Linked DNA regions of Mus musculus: region 1 is linked to region 2. The links are chromatin contacts, called in public capture Hi-C maps. All regions are on one chromosome and are shown on one strand. The core of a region is the stretch at or near the end of the contact, and the rest is flanking DNA. Distances in the headings are between cores, read along the strand shown.

Region 1 (6,704 bases), core at 1,639-4,138, 820 kb after region 2:
CCTGGAAGATAGATGGGCCACTGAACATCCTCATGAAGGATTATCTTAATTACGTTAATGACTGTGTGGATAACCATCTTAGTTGTGGGCTGGACCGTTTTTCAGGCAGGTCATCCTAGACTGTGAGAGTGGAGAAAGGACTCTGAGCAGCCAAAAGCATTCACTGCTTTCTCTTGCTGATGGATGGGTGAATGAGAATTTTGGAAAGAAGTTGTGTGTAAGAAGATGGACTGATTAAAACTCAGTGTCTATGGAGAGGTTGAGGACAGAACCTTGGCTGTCTTCAAAAATATACATCCCCCCAAACTCTTGTTTGTTTTTTAGTAGAAGAGAGAGGTTAGGAGCGCTGGTAAATTCTAGCATCTACATTCATCAGATGTTCCCACATGGGTCCAATCCGCAATTAACTTAGTGTCCATGTTGCAGGTTCAGAACCTAATTACAATGTCTTCTGGATTATTTTTACCCTGCTAAAGAGCCAGTCCTTATTCACTACTTTGTCAGACCTAACATCCTGATAACCAGATAAAACCTTTGGAACATAGTAACTTAATAGATTCCTTCTCTACCCATCAAATGATTGAGAATATTATCAGACAGCACATGAAGTCCCTCTGCCTGACTGTAACCCACCTCTATGGTGTTTCCACCAATGCATTTAAACAAAATACCCTGGTTTCCATAAAAAAAATGTCATGAATCTGTTTCCAAATGGGAACACTAAGTCTGTTTTCCCAGGCTGTAGCCACTCAAATTTAGCTCCTGAGTGAACTACCATTCCCTCTGAATCGAGAGAAGTATTTTTCACTGATATCAGATACAATGTGGCCAGAAGCTTCAATTTCTTCCTGCCCTGACTTTTATACCGTGATAGACCACGTCCCTGAGTACAGTCACTGTGAGACAGAATAAACACTAAGGGAAAGCAGCTAAGACAGCAGGTTCTGAGGCAAGCCCTGGCCTCTCCCAGTTATGTCAACTGCTTGCTTTTCAGTGTCCCCCTGCAAGATGTTCTGTGCAACTGCCTCACCTCAAAGAAGAAATTGAAGGCTAACTGAACCTACAGACCCTTTGTCTAACATTTTTCCTATCTTGACTTTGCAAAACTGCATTTGATTAAGGTTATTCTGCTTATAGATGATTTCCAGCTCGAGTTGAGAAATAAGCAAGCTCATTGACTTAATGACAACAACATTCTAGAAAAATTTCCCTTTTAGTTACAATAGGTACCAACTCACTAGTTTGGAGTCAGCCAGTCTTTTATCTTAGAGTATGATATAATTTTTAAAATTGAATTATATCTTTTTCAGAAAACAATTCAAAATTAAGTTTATTCATTAAGAAAGCCATAAAGCAGGGGGAAATTATAAACGCAGATTAAAAATATTTCTATTACTTCTTTGAGAATCTCACAAATACATATAATATATGTGGTCATTTTTTTTATACTTTATTCCTTCCCTCAGCTCTTCTCAGATCCACCCCCACTATTTTGTGGTCTTCCTTAAAAGACCACAAAACAAATAAACAAACAACCACAACAAAAGCTAGCAAGTCCAATTTTGTCTTGCTCATATACTCATAGGTGTGTGGTAATCCACTGGAGCACGGTCCTCTTACTTACCAGGGGCCATATCCTTAAAGAAAAGGGACCCTTTCCCCTAGAGCCCATCAGCTATCAATAGCTCTCCAGTTATGGTGAGGATTCCTGAGCAGCCCCATTCTGTGCTCGATTGCTGAGTATCTTGATCATTTGTAGGTCTCGTACAAACAACCACTGCTGCTGTAAATTTTGTAGAATGGTCCTGTTGTGTCCAGGACACACTCTGGCCTCACTTGGGTCCTCTCTGACCTGTGGCTACAAACTTTCCACTTCCTCTAACAGCCTCTGAGCCTTGGAGAAGGGAGTGATAAGGGGGTTCTGTTTGTGGCAGGACAATCAATCGGCTCTGATTCTCCCTGCACTTTGACCCAGTCTCTGTCCCTGGTTCCATCCCCAGTGCTACATAAATTGGGTATAGTTATACACATCCGAAATCTCAGAATTTAGAAGTTTGACACAGGAGGATCTAAGATCAAGGTCATCCTTGGCTACTTAGCAACGTCAAGGCCAGCCTCGGCTCAATGAGGCTATCTCAAAACAAAACAATAGAAAAACAAAAATGTGTTTTATTAGCTAGAGTCCTCGGATTATCATAAGTATAGATTTTTAAAATAGTAAAGTAAGAACCATGCAGTCTCTTGGGAAGCATCATATTTAGCAGTAGTAATAAAAGTCTCCAAAATTGGTTTAAAATTCTATCATTTGACCAATGGAAGGGTAGGAGGGAATTGGGTCACTGAGAAAGTCTGCAAGGGAGTCAGACAGCAATGGTAGCTGGATGAAGGATAAGTAGTTTAATAAACAGTTAGGAGTGCAGTACCTGGCTTGTTTAATTCAATGAGGAGACGGGGTTCCTCTGCATAGCCCTGGTTGTCTTGGAACTCACTTTGTTAACCAGGCTGGCCTCAAAAATCAGAGGACTCCACCTGCCTCTGCCTCCCACATGTTGGGATTTCAGGTGTGTGCCATTAGGCCTGTCTTGCTCATCTTTCTTAGGAGCTCAGTGATCTGCTCTGCAGCCTGAGTTCCCGCTGTTTTAGATTTCTATTCAGTGAAGGGCTTTCAGAGACAGATAATAGACTCTTGGCGCCCTCTCTGTGGGTGCACAGACAGGATTAATGATGCAATGTTGGCAGAATGCTGTTTACAGGTGGGGGGTGGGCAGAGCATGGCAACCTCTCCTCCTGCCCAGTTTCTTGGGGGAAACTGAAAAGCTACTAATCCATCCTGACTGATGATGGGGGGCGTGGTGTCAAATCCCAGCACTTGAGAGGCAGAGACAGAAGGGTCAAGAGTTCAAGGTCATCCTCAGCTACATCATGAGCTTCAAGTTACCTGGGCTACTTAAAACTCTGTCTTAAAAACCATAATGGGGGATGGAAAGATGCCTTAGTGGTTAAGAGCACTAGTTGTTCTTATAGAGGGCCTGGGCTCAGTACCCAGCACCCACATGGCAGTTTTACAACTCCAGTTCCAGGGGATCTGACATCCTTTTCTGACTTTGTAGGCACAACACACACATACATGGTACACAGGCATGTGTGCAAGATAAAGCAACCATACACATAAAACAAGTAAAAAATTTAAAAAAATAAATCCACCTTTCTGTTAAATCCATCTATGGATGAGTTCAAAAGCAGGATAATAAGTGGCCATTTTATATTTTAGTGAGAATGTTATAAATGTACTATTAACATAAGGTGATCAGGCACAAGAGAGACATTATGGAAATCCTATTAACTCCATGTAGTTTTACAATACCATAGAAGATTGCATTTTTCCACCATGGAAAAATATATTTCTATCATCCAAACTTTCCCTCAGGCTACCTGTAGCATTTAGCTGTTTCCACAGTGGCCTGGAACTTTATCCTGATGCTATGACTTAGATTTCCCAAGCAGGGGGAATTTTAGTATCTTTCAGGCTTGATTTTAACTGGTACTAAATCAGCTATTTTAGGACTATGGCAATTTTATTTCTGGAATTATATAAAATTACTGGGAAACTATAGTGCCGGCCTGACAGTCCTCTAATGCCATGAGTTTAAAACCAGCATAGGCACCAAAGCAAGGCCCTGAGGAGACTGCTGCCTACAGTCTGAAAAGAAGCCGCAGGATACAAAAATCATTATGTGAAGCCAACTGCATTGTATACACAAATCATGGCCTAACTGAAAAAAAAATCGAGAAAACGATTAATTCACGGTAGCTTCTACTTAAAATACAATAACTAGGAGTCAGTTTAGTGAAGGAGCCAAAGATCCACGCATTGAAAATTGTAAGACTCTAATGAAAGGTATTAAATGAGACACAATTAAATGGGAAAATGGTGTGTGCTCATGAGTCAGAAGAGCCAATGTCGTCCAATTGTGTATCTGAGGAGAACATGGCCCGTGGGACTGCAAGGTGCTCAGCCATTAGAACACCCTCGCAAGAATTGTCTTCTGAATATATACTCAAGTCTATCTGCACACAAACATCCCTTCTAATACTATAAAGTTAGATATCTCACCATGCAGGGAGCAGTTGTTGGGCAGAAAATGCTTCTGCAGGGTTCAACGGGGAAGTCCTTTTGGTAAAGACCCTTAGAAAGCTTGCAGGTTCATCCAATGTCCATTGGGAAGCCTTTCAGATGTGGCAAGCTAGAAGGATGGCACTAACGAATTTGAGGAAGTCCTAGAGAGCATAGATCAGAGACTATCGTCAACAAATGGACCTGTGTGAGCCCAGCAACAGTGCAGGAAATTCAGTCAATGGCCACTGAAGCCAGGGTCAGGCACTAGTGGGCACTAACACCAAGGCTTGAGACTCCATGTTTGTGTAACCTGGAAGTGGGATCCTAGAGACCATTTCCGCAGTTCCAGTTTTTGTATCATTTCATTGGGCAGCAGCTTTGTACTCTTAGGGCTCACAGATCTGTGTTGGTTCACTAGCATAATACATCTCCCTGGAGTTAGGTTATTAGTATATTAAGGCCTGTCCCAGCTCTTACCTGAGCTGCCTGGGGTTTGCTCTAAGGCCTAGCTCTTATTAGAGTGGCAAGCTCAGACATCATATCTCAAGTCCATAATTTTTTTAAAACTTACATGCAATGGTTTTAAACTTCATTGCTAACAGTATCTTATGCGAAGTCTAGTTTTTATGTCAACTTGATACAGGCTAGAGTCATTTGGGAAGAGGGGACCTTAACTGAGGAATACCCTCAACCAGACTGGCCAGTGGGCAAGCTTGTATGGCTCATTTTCTTCACCGTGATTGATGTGGGCGGGGCCATTCCAGAGCGAACAGTGCCATGCCAGGAAGCTTGGTGGGTAGAGTGAGACCCGGGAGACTCAGTGGACGAATACCTGAAACTTAGGTGCCTCCCTGCTCCCTGCCAGACACCTGACCTGGAACCCATGCCATGCTCCTCACATAAAATAAACATGCCGTATGTCATGTAGGCCCCAAACAGAGTTCTCCACGCTGGTGAGGTACCCGGAGGCTTAGCCAATACGCTTCCCTTCCCAGATATTCCTTCTTGCAAAAGGTATTTAATCTCAGGTCAGACCCTGAGAAAGGGAGTTATGCATCCATTTCCCACCATAAACAACCAATACACTGTTTAGATCCATAGACTGTCTCTTTCATCAAGATCTGCTGTCGAGAGCCATGCAGAAGGCGTTCAACTTCAGATCCACAGCTTAATTTTCCTGTAGAAGGTCTCTGCGCTCTACCAAATCTGCTTCCACTAAGCTAAAGGCAATCAACGCTGGGACAAGCCAGAGCTCCCGCCCCCCAGCCCCAGAATAGATGTCATCCCCAGTCAGAGGGTCCCCAACTCCCAACGGCACCTGGATGTCCAGGAGTCAGAGAACCCCCTATGCTGGGGGACCCTGGAACCATCTCCACTTTCCCACATCTCAGACTGCGCTTTCCCACCCCTGGATCAATGTCTCAGCGCTTCTTCACAGCTCGGCACCCGAGTGGGATAAGCACAGTCAAAATCCCTGCGTTCTGCCTCCCCAGCAGGGAGGGTTATTGTGGACCCACACCCCTGGGTGCATGATCCTGGATGGTATAAGAAAGCAGGTTGAGAGGCCATTCTCCTAAGATTCCCGGAAGTGGTGGCGTGTCAGTTGCATGTTATCTAGCAGCTTCAGCAGGTCTAGAAGCTAGTGGCCTGAGAAGGTGTCTGTAGCTTCAAGCCCGGAGGGTGATGCAGACCACAGGCAGCCCAGGCTGAGACTGTACAGTGTAGAAGGAGAAGGAATTCGAGGCTAAGGAATCTGTGGCACCGGGGTTCTGGGGCAGTTGTAGCAGTGATGGGGAGGAGACCCAGGGGAAGAGGACTATCCTCCAGAACTGCTTCCAGCAGAACAGGGATGAAGTCCTGGATAACCTCCTGGCCTTTGTGTGTGGTATCCAGCCAGAAATCCACAGGCACTACCACATACGTAGAGAACAGGTGGAAGGACCTGCTCTGCGTTGGCATGGGAGATAACCTTATGGATTAGGAGACCCCCACAGAGCTGAGCTCTGTTCTGGAAGCCATTAAATTGCTTCTCTATGCCATTGTAGATCTCTTCACTTGTGTGTGTGTGTGTGTGTGTGTGTGTGTGTGTGTGTGTGTGTGTGTGTGTAGTAGCAAATCTAGCTCTTCTTGTAGGTTTAGTGTTTACCTGGAGTTTATATTTGTACCTTCTGTATCTTTAAAGAATAGATGACAACTGCTTTCCTATGTGTTCATGCAAGCCAGAAACAAATGGTTCTTTGAGGAAAGAAAAGGAGTAACTTGTTCCCTGGCATGTTCTGAAAAGTCAGGGCCTTTATCTTCGAAACAGTAGTAAATAGTTATTTGTACCTGGTAGGAAGCAGCAGCAAGACTAATCCAAAATATTGAGTCTGCTGGTTTGGGCTGTGTTTAGTGTACCTAAGCAAGATTATTAGATGCTAGGGCTCAAGAACATGTACAAGTTACTTGATGAGCTTGTAGTGATTTAAAAGTAAAACTTTGCCTTGCCTTTCACAGGAGGGAGGCACAGAAGAGGGAAGAGGAGAAAGAGGAGAAGGAAGAGGAAAAGAAAGAAAGAAAGAAGGAAGAAAGAGAGAGAGAGAGAGAA
Region 2 (7,083 bases), core at 2,721-5,220:
GATCTTTTAACAAGTCCTGCTCTTCTTCATGAAAATGTCTATCATGTTCCCATCGTTCCAGTATTAAAAATCAATTTGAAGCACATTGCCATTTGTTATCTTAGCATTACTGCTCATTATTGTGTCAGCAAGTTAAATAAGCATGCTTTGATTATTCTAAATGAAACCTCCAAGATTACTAGAATTTACTGGCTGTAATCACATACTACCCAGGAAGGCTCTGTCCAACAAATCTGAAATGAGCAAAGCTATTTCCCCATTGTTCCTTTATTCAGGTCCTGTATTTTCTCAAACTCCTGGCTTTCCCCAAACTATTATAGAACCAACTTCTTTTTTGTTGTTGGACCCTTTTTTTTAAAAAAGTTGTTTTGGGATTTTGGTTTTCTTTTGTTTTGAGATGAAGTCTTGCTCTGTAGCCCAGACTGGTTTGAGACTCATTGTTTAACCCAAGCTTATCTGGAGCTCAGCTTGTAGCCTAAGATGGTCTGGAACTCACTATATAATAAAATTCCTGAAATTTGTGGTGATTCTCCTGCCTCAGCCTCCTGGGTGTTGTTGGGTATATAGATATGAGACACCACCACACTTGGCTAAACTAATTTGTTTTTCTTGTAAAGTGCTGGAGATTGAACTAGGCAAGCACTCCTCCACTGAGCTCCACCCCCCAGTCCTTTTTCTTTTACCATCGTTTAGATAATACATTATTTGCTTCTGATGGGAAGCCATTCTTTCTTCAGCACTTAATCTAAGGGAAGTAATTGAAAAATATCTTACATTTATATGACCTTAGTATTTATATTAACTTAGTTATTTACAGTTTAATATTTTTTTAAAATCCCAGAAATAGCCAGCCATGGTTTCACCTTTAATCCCAGCACTCAAGAGGCAGGTGGGTCTCTGAGTTCAAGGCCAGCCTGGTCTACAGATCAAGTTTCAGGACAACCAAGGCTACACAGACGAACCCTTTCTTTGGGGGGGGGGGGGGAGGAAGGAAGGAAGGAAGAAGAAAAGAGGAAGAAAAGAAAAAAGTCCTCAACAACCAGCAACCTTCTGATCTGATCTGACATACTTCATATCCAGAATCGCACAGCTCTAAGTGGCGGGCGGGCGGGCGGGCGGGCGGGGCAGACCTGGAGGAAGCCAGCTGAACTTACAGCTATCTCATAAGCACAGTCATTTATATACACAACATGCATAAGGGACAGAAGTTATTACATACTATGAAATGTCATATGTGATTGCACTTGCAGGTCACTTGTCCATTCAGAAAAGGACTCACTCATGAAAAGAAACATGGATTATCCTTGACAAAGAGAAAACAGACTGAAGTTCATGTCAGAAAATAAATGTGAAAGAGTTTCATAAACCAATCCAATAAAAAGCTAACATCACAATTTTTTTTACTCTTTTACCCAAGAATTAAAATTACATTTATTTGTTTCTTTGTTTGTTTGAGATTTTTTGAGACAGGTTTTCTATATAACTCTGACTGTCCTGGAACCCACGATGTAGATCAGGCTGGTCTCAAACTCAGACATACACCTGCCTCTGCCTCGAGAGTGTAAGCATTAAAGGCATAGAGTCAAAAGCTCTAAGTTATGGCTCCAACTCCAGTTTACAAACTGTGTGAGTCAGAAGATAGTACTTAATTCCTTTGATCTTTAGTTTTCTCTTTGGCAATATGGGGGACAACAAATACCCTCAAAGGATTATTTATGGTAGGTAAGAAATACATGAACACAAACGCAAAGCATGAGTTGGGGGACAGTGTAGTCACCATTAGTCATAAAATGTAATTCTGAAATTCCTTTGGGTCATCATGTACTAAATGCCAAATTTCTTTTAAGAATTCTTCCTATATGAATACCAATAATCTCTTAAATTGCTTGTAGACTAGGGAATAAATAAACCTTCTAGCCCTATTTGCTTTCAAGTATTTTGCTTTTAGCTGACTTTGGAAGGTCATGTAACTAAGCACTATGATATGAGTATCCCACCAGCTTTTCATTAGATGCCCTCAATGAGAATGGGTGCTACCTAGGTTACTTTTCAGGGACTTTAACACTACTTTTGTTTAATTCAGTAAATTTGTTTGTTTTTGTTTTTCAAGGCAGGATTTCTCTGTGTTGTATCCCTGGATGTCCTAGAACTCTCTCTATAGACCTCAAACTCAGAGATCCACCTGTTTGTGCCTCCCAAGTGCTGGGGTTAAGGTGTATACCATCACTACCTGGTGAGTTCAGAAAGTCTTTACTGCACAAATGTCCAGTGGTTGGCCTTTTGGGGTTAGGAGACCAAAACTTTACCTTCAAATCATATGAACACTGTAATTTTCTGAATATATGCCATAAAGTTTAATTACACGTGGTTACTTTGCCTCCAATCAACTCTTTCCATGCCTTAAATTACCCCCTTTAGCCCACAAATATCGCCAAACCCTATCCTGAATTATGTAGTTTTGAGACTTGGGTCTGTCTTCTTATCCTTATAATCTTTTTTTTAAAAGATTTATTTATTTGTTATATGTAAGTACACTATAGCTGTCTTCAGACACTCCAGAAGAAGGCATCAGATCTCATTGCAGGTGGTTGTGAGCCACCATGTGGTTGCTGGGATTTGAACTCAGGACCTTTGTAAGAGCAGTCAGTGCTCTTACCCACTGAGCCATCTCTCCAGTTCCTATCCTTAACATCTTAATATAATTCTTAACTCTTGAAAAAGCCCTCATTATTTCAGTTATTTCCATACAGATCTGGTTCAGTAAGATATAGTCATAAAGAACCTGGATTCTAGCCAGCATGGTGGCACACACCTTTAATCCCAGCACTTGAGAAGCAGGGGCAGGCCCTGTCCTGAAAAACCAAAAAAAAAAAAAAAAAGAAGAACCTGGATTCTGTGTTAATTTCTAGGGATAAGAACTACCACAGGAAAAGAAGAAATAAAACATCTCCTCAAGCTGGACAGTGGTGGCGCACGCCTTTAATCCCAGCACTCGGGAGGCAGAGGCAGGCGGCTTTCTGAGTTTGAGGCCAGCCTGGTCTACAGAGTGAGCTCCAGGACAGCCAGAGCTATACAGGGAAACCCTGTCTCGAAAAAACAAAAAACAAAAACAACAACAACAACAACAACAAAACCAAACACATTTCCTCTGTCTTAGTTAGGGTTTTACTGCTGTGAACAGACACCATGACCAAGACAACTCTTATAAGGACAACATTTAATTGGGGCTGGCTTACAGGTTCAGAGGTTCAGTCCATTATCATCAAGGTGGAACATGTTGGGATTCTGGCTGGCATCGTGCAGGAGGAGCTGAAAGTTCTACATCTTCATCTGAAAGCTTCTAGCAGAATACTGACTTCCAGGCAGCTAGGGTGAAGGTCTTAAGCCCACACCCACAGTGACACACATACTCCAACACCTCCTAATAGTGTCACTCCCTGGGCCAAGCATATACAAACCATCACTTCTGTTTTGTTTATCTGTGAATGTGAAGTTGGAAAATTGTGTCTGGAAACCAAAGCCATTTACCAGCAGCTATATCTTCTCTGAAGTGGTTCACCTGCAGAGGATCCCTAAAAGACACAAACATGATGACTCATCATGAGCCAGAATTAGAGCACCAATGCTGAGGGTCACCTCAGCACAGTATACCATATGGCATACACCGCCTGCCTATTGGTAAGAATCACCATTCCATCTACCCCTCTCATGATTCGCCTGTATTCATTTAGCTTCCTAAGGGCAGATGTGTGTCTCAGATGTTTGAGAGCACATTTTACCATGAAACATACTGATCATCCTTATCCAAGGTGAACACACCACTGGTCACCTTCTCCAGTAAAACCAAACTGCTGAAGGCCTGTTAAAAGAACTGAGAGAGCCACCAGCAGCAGGAGTTGCATTGTTGAGCCTCCATTTCATTACAAAGAGATTCAGTTACCAGAGCTAAGAGAGTGTGTATGTGTTGTGGTTTGAATATTTTTTGTTCAGGGAATGGCATTATTTGGAGGTGTATCCTTGGAGTAGGTGTGTCACTGTGGGTGTGGGCTTTAAGACCCTCTTCCTAGCTGCCTGGAAGCTAGTCTTTTCCTGTTTGCCTTTGGATGAAGATGTAAAACACTCAACTCCTGCTGCGCCATGCCTGCCTGGACACTGCCTTGCTCCTGCCTTGATGATAATAGACTGAACCTCTGAACCTGTAAGCCAGCCCCAATTAAATGTTGTTTTTATAAGGATTGCCTTGGTCATGGTGTCTGTTCACAGCAGTAAAGTCCAAACAGTGCCTTAGTACAGAGGAGAGTCAGCTTTGGCTATAGTAAAAGGTCATTTTCAAGGGCATTCTGCCAAACTTCTGCCTGAAAAAGGTATCATGGTTTTAAAAGGGAGGAGGCTCATTTTTCAGGCCTCTATTTTGTAGACTTGTTCTCTGTTTTCTATCTGTAATTCTGATTGATGAAAAGTGCATCTTGGAATAGATGCTGTGCCAGGGAAATGTAAGCAAACTTCTTACCTAAAAGGCGCTTTTGTGGGGGGATTAGCCATAGGTAGCTGTCCTTTCAGAAGTATTAGGAGAAACTTAATGTGTGTGCATGTTATTTCCATGGATCTCCTTAGGAACTGTGCTTTGACAAGTTACTTGTTGTAAATCACATGCTGCTTTTTTGATGTCTAGAAACTCTCCTTATTTCTAAAAGCAATAGCCAGGTCTTCAAGGGCAGGGACTGTATCTTTTTCCATTTCTCAAAGCAAAGCTTCGCTGCTCTGAGAATGTTCAATGGCTGGAACTCTGTTGACTGAAAACTGGAGTAAGTTCCCAGTACACTTGAGGAGCAAACATTTGGGGTCTGTGGCCTCTTTATTCATCAGGATGCTTCACTGAATCACAAGGCTGTTGATTCCCCTGCTCATAGCTCTGAAATAGGTCAGATTTCCAAACTCTCTCACAGGAGAAAACCACACTGGCCTTCCAGCCGAATGACAACTGGGGCTTGCTCCAGCCCAGAAACATGTAAATCTTTGCTCCCTAGAAGTGAGGAAAGAGATGCAGGACCTCAGAGTCAGGGACTGCAGCTTGAATCCCAGTGGTCAGACACCCCTCCGATGAGGCAGTGCTCAGAATACTAATTCCTGATCCACAGTTTATGCTGAAGTAAAAATGCAGGAGCCCATGGAGCAGGCAGGATGACACCTCATTCGCCTACAGCTGTGCACATCTAACTTTCTACCACAAAACCATTTTCTGACTCTTGACCCATGGCCTCTTAGCATAAATTGATACCTCAAGTTGTCAACTAGGGCTGTAAGCTGAGTCTACACAATGTAGGTCTTTCAATGTCAAAATATTTAGTTATGAAGAGAACTCACTGAAAAAAAAAGAGTGGTTAGTCATAGTTTTTCTTTAATAATGGAAACAGATTGAAATTATACCCAAAGAATATTAGGCAATATATTTGCTTGTTTGTTTGTTTCGAGATAGTTTCTCTGTATAGCCCTGGCTGTCCTAGAACTTGGTCTGTAGCTCTTGTGTAGCCCAGGCTGGCCATGATTCTGAGATTTGTCTATCTATGCCTCCCATGTGCTGGGACTAAAGGCTACATTTGTTTTCTTTTCTTTACTTTATTCCTTTTATCTATCTATCTATCTATCTATCTATCTATCTATCTATCCATCTATCTATCTATCTATCCATCTATCTATCTATTTATCTATCTATTCATTTATTTTTGAGGCAGAGTCTCACTGTATAACCCTGATGACCTGGAACTGGCCATGTAGACCAGTCTGGCTTCTGACTCACAGGCGTGTTTCTGCTTCTACCTCGCAAGTGCTGGCATTAAAGACATATATCACCATATATGGCTTGATATTTTTAAACTAATACACTAGATTTGTGCAAGGTTTGTAAATTTTTTCTTAATTTAAACTACATTTATTTATATTGGGGGGGTTAGGCATATGGAAGTGAGAGGACAATTTACTGGTGTCCACCCACTATGTGGGTTCCTGAGCTCATACTCAAGTTCTCAGGCTCCATGGCAAGTGCCCTTACCCACTGCCTATCTCATCTCTTCCCAGGTCTGTAAGGTTGGTTGAAGTGTAGCTGCAGGATAGGTCAGAGTCCAACAAGGAAGCCACAGTAATTCCATTATTCATGGAGAGTATTGATGGCTGATATTAAAGTCACCCCTCATCCAAGAGTGTCATCCAGTCATCTTTGGAATTCCATGACTGTTTAGAGTGTATGTTCTGCTTTTGAAACCAAGCTCTACCCAATGTGATCCTTAACAAATATTTCAATGTCCATAAACTGCCATTTCTTCATATGTAAGTTGGGAGCAATAATTTGCACACAGAATAGGCTAGTGAGAGACCAAGTGTTAAGTATATGTTACCCTGGTATGTAGTAACTATTTTTTTTGTATCTGTTTCTATAGTGTTTAGTTACACTAATTTTTTAAAATCTTACTTTATTTTTCACATTGAGCCTTAATAATTACAATGCAGAGAAGTGCTACATGCCAGGTAACTATCTTGATTTCCCCAGAAAGGTGGACATACATAAGAATGCTGTTTGTGATTGTTCATGCCAAATGCTTATAAGACTGAGGTGGGAGGTTCATAGCTGCCATGCCAGTATAGACTTTATAGCCAAACACACTCATCCCCATTACATACACATACACACACACACACACACACACACACACACACAGAGAGAGAGAGAGAGAGAGAGAGAGAGAGAGAGAGAGAGAGAGAGAGAGAGAGAGCCACACTGGTTTTAGAGAGACTGTGACTTGCTCACTCTTCTACAGCTCGTAAGGAGTACAAGTGGAGATTGAATTCACAACCATCGGACTGCAAAGCCACATTTTCCATTATTCTGCCTCCCAGGAGTGACTTTGTTCTTGACCTCTTTCAGGTTCTTACCTTTTTGAGTGTGACTGCCAGTGCATGACAAGTTGCACATGGGGTTGTGTGTGTAAGCCATCCACTTCCCAAGTGTTTGACTAAAGCACTGTGTGTACATGTAGTGTTTCTTCTGTGAGCACACTGTTTCTGTCCTTCATGTATGGCCCGGGTGAG

What was found. Capture Hi-C pulls out chosen DNA fragments and counts their contacts.
Region 1: a capture Hi-C map of embryonic stem cells shows a contact between it and region 2, with 4 times the contacts expected there. The contact joins two enhancer-like sites. A contact is called at or near these places in 3 of 39 promoter capture datasets (the 3T3-L1 cell line, the C10 cell line and hippocampal neurons), 3 of 115 datasets of contacts at active chromatin or transcription factors (astrocytes, large pre-B cells and regulatory T cell precursor) and 2 of 9 other capture datasets (adipose tissue and embryonic stem cells).

What each region holds. Positions count from the first base shown.
Region 1 is chr13:9,814,698-9,821,401 of GRCm38.p6, forward strand. No RefSeq gene overlaps it. Among named protein-coding and RNA genes, the nearest start is that of Gm40665, 22 kb to the left of the region's middle. Within about 2 kb of position 2,889, at least 1 of the 459 cell types and tissues checked has an H3K27ac peak or open chromatin away from gene starts, as enhancers often do. A contact at or near this core is called in embryonic stem cells, where this site is marked.
Region 2 is chr13:8,998,546-9,005,628 of GRCm38.p6, forward strand. It overlaps Gm36264 (a long non-coding RNA gene), which reads right to left. Exons shown (of 5, transcript XR_873116.2): 4 at 6,928-7,083; 5 at 3,407-3,572. Among named protein-coding and RNA genes, the nearest start is that of Gtpbp4, 6.1 kb to the left of the region's middle. Within about 2 kb of position 3,971, at least 5 of the 459 cell types and tissues checked have an H3K27ac peak or open chromatin away from gene starts, as enhancers often do. A contact at or near this core is called in embryonic stem cells, where this site is marked.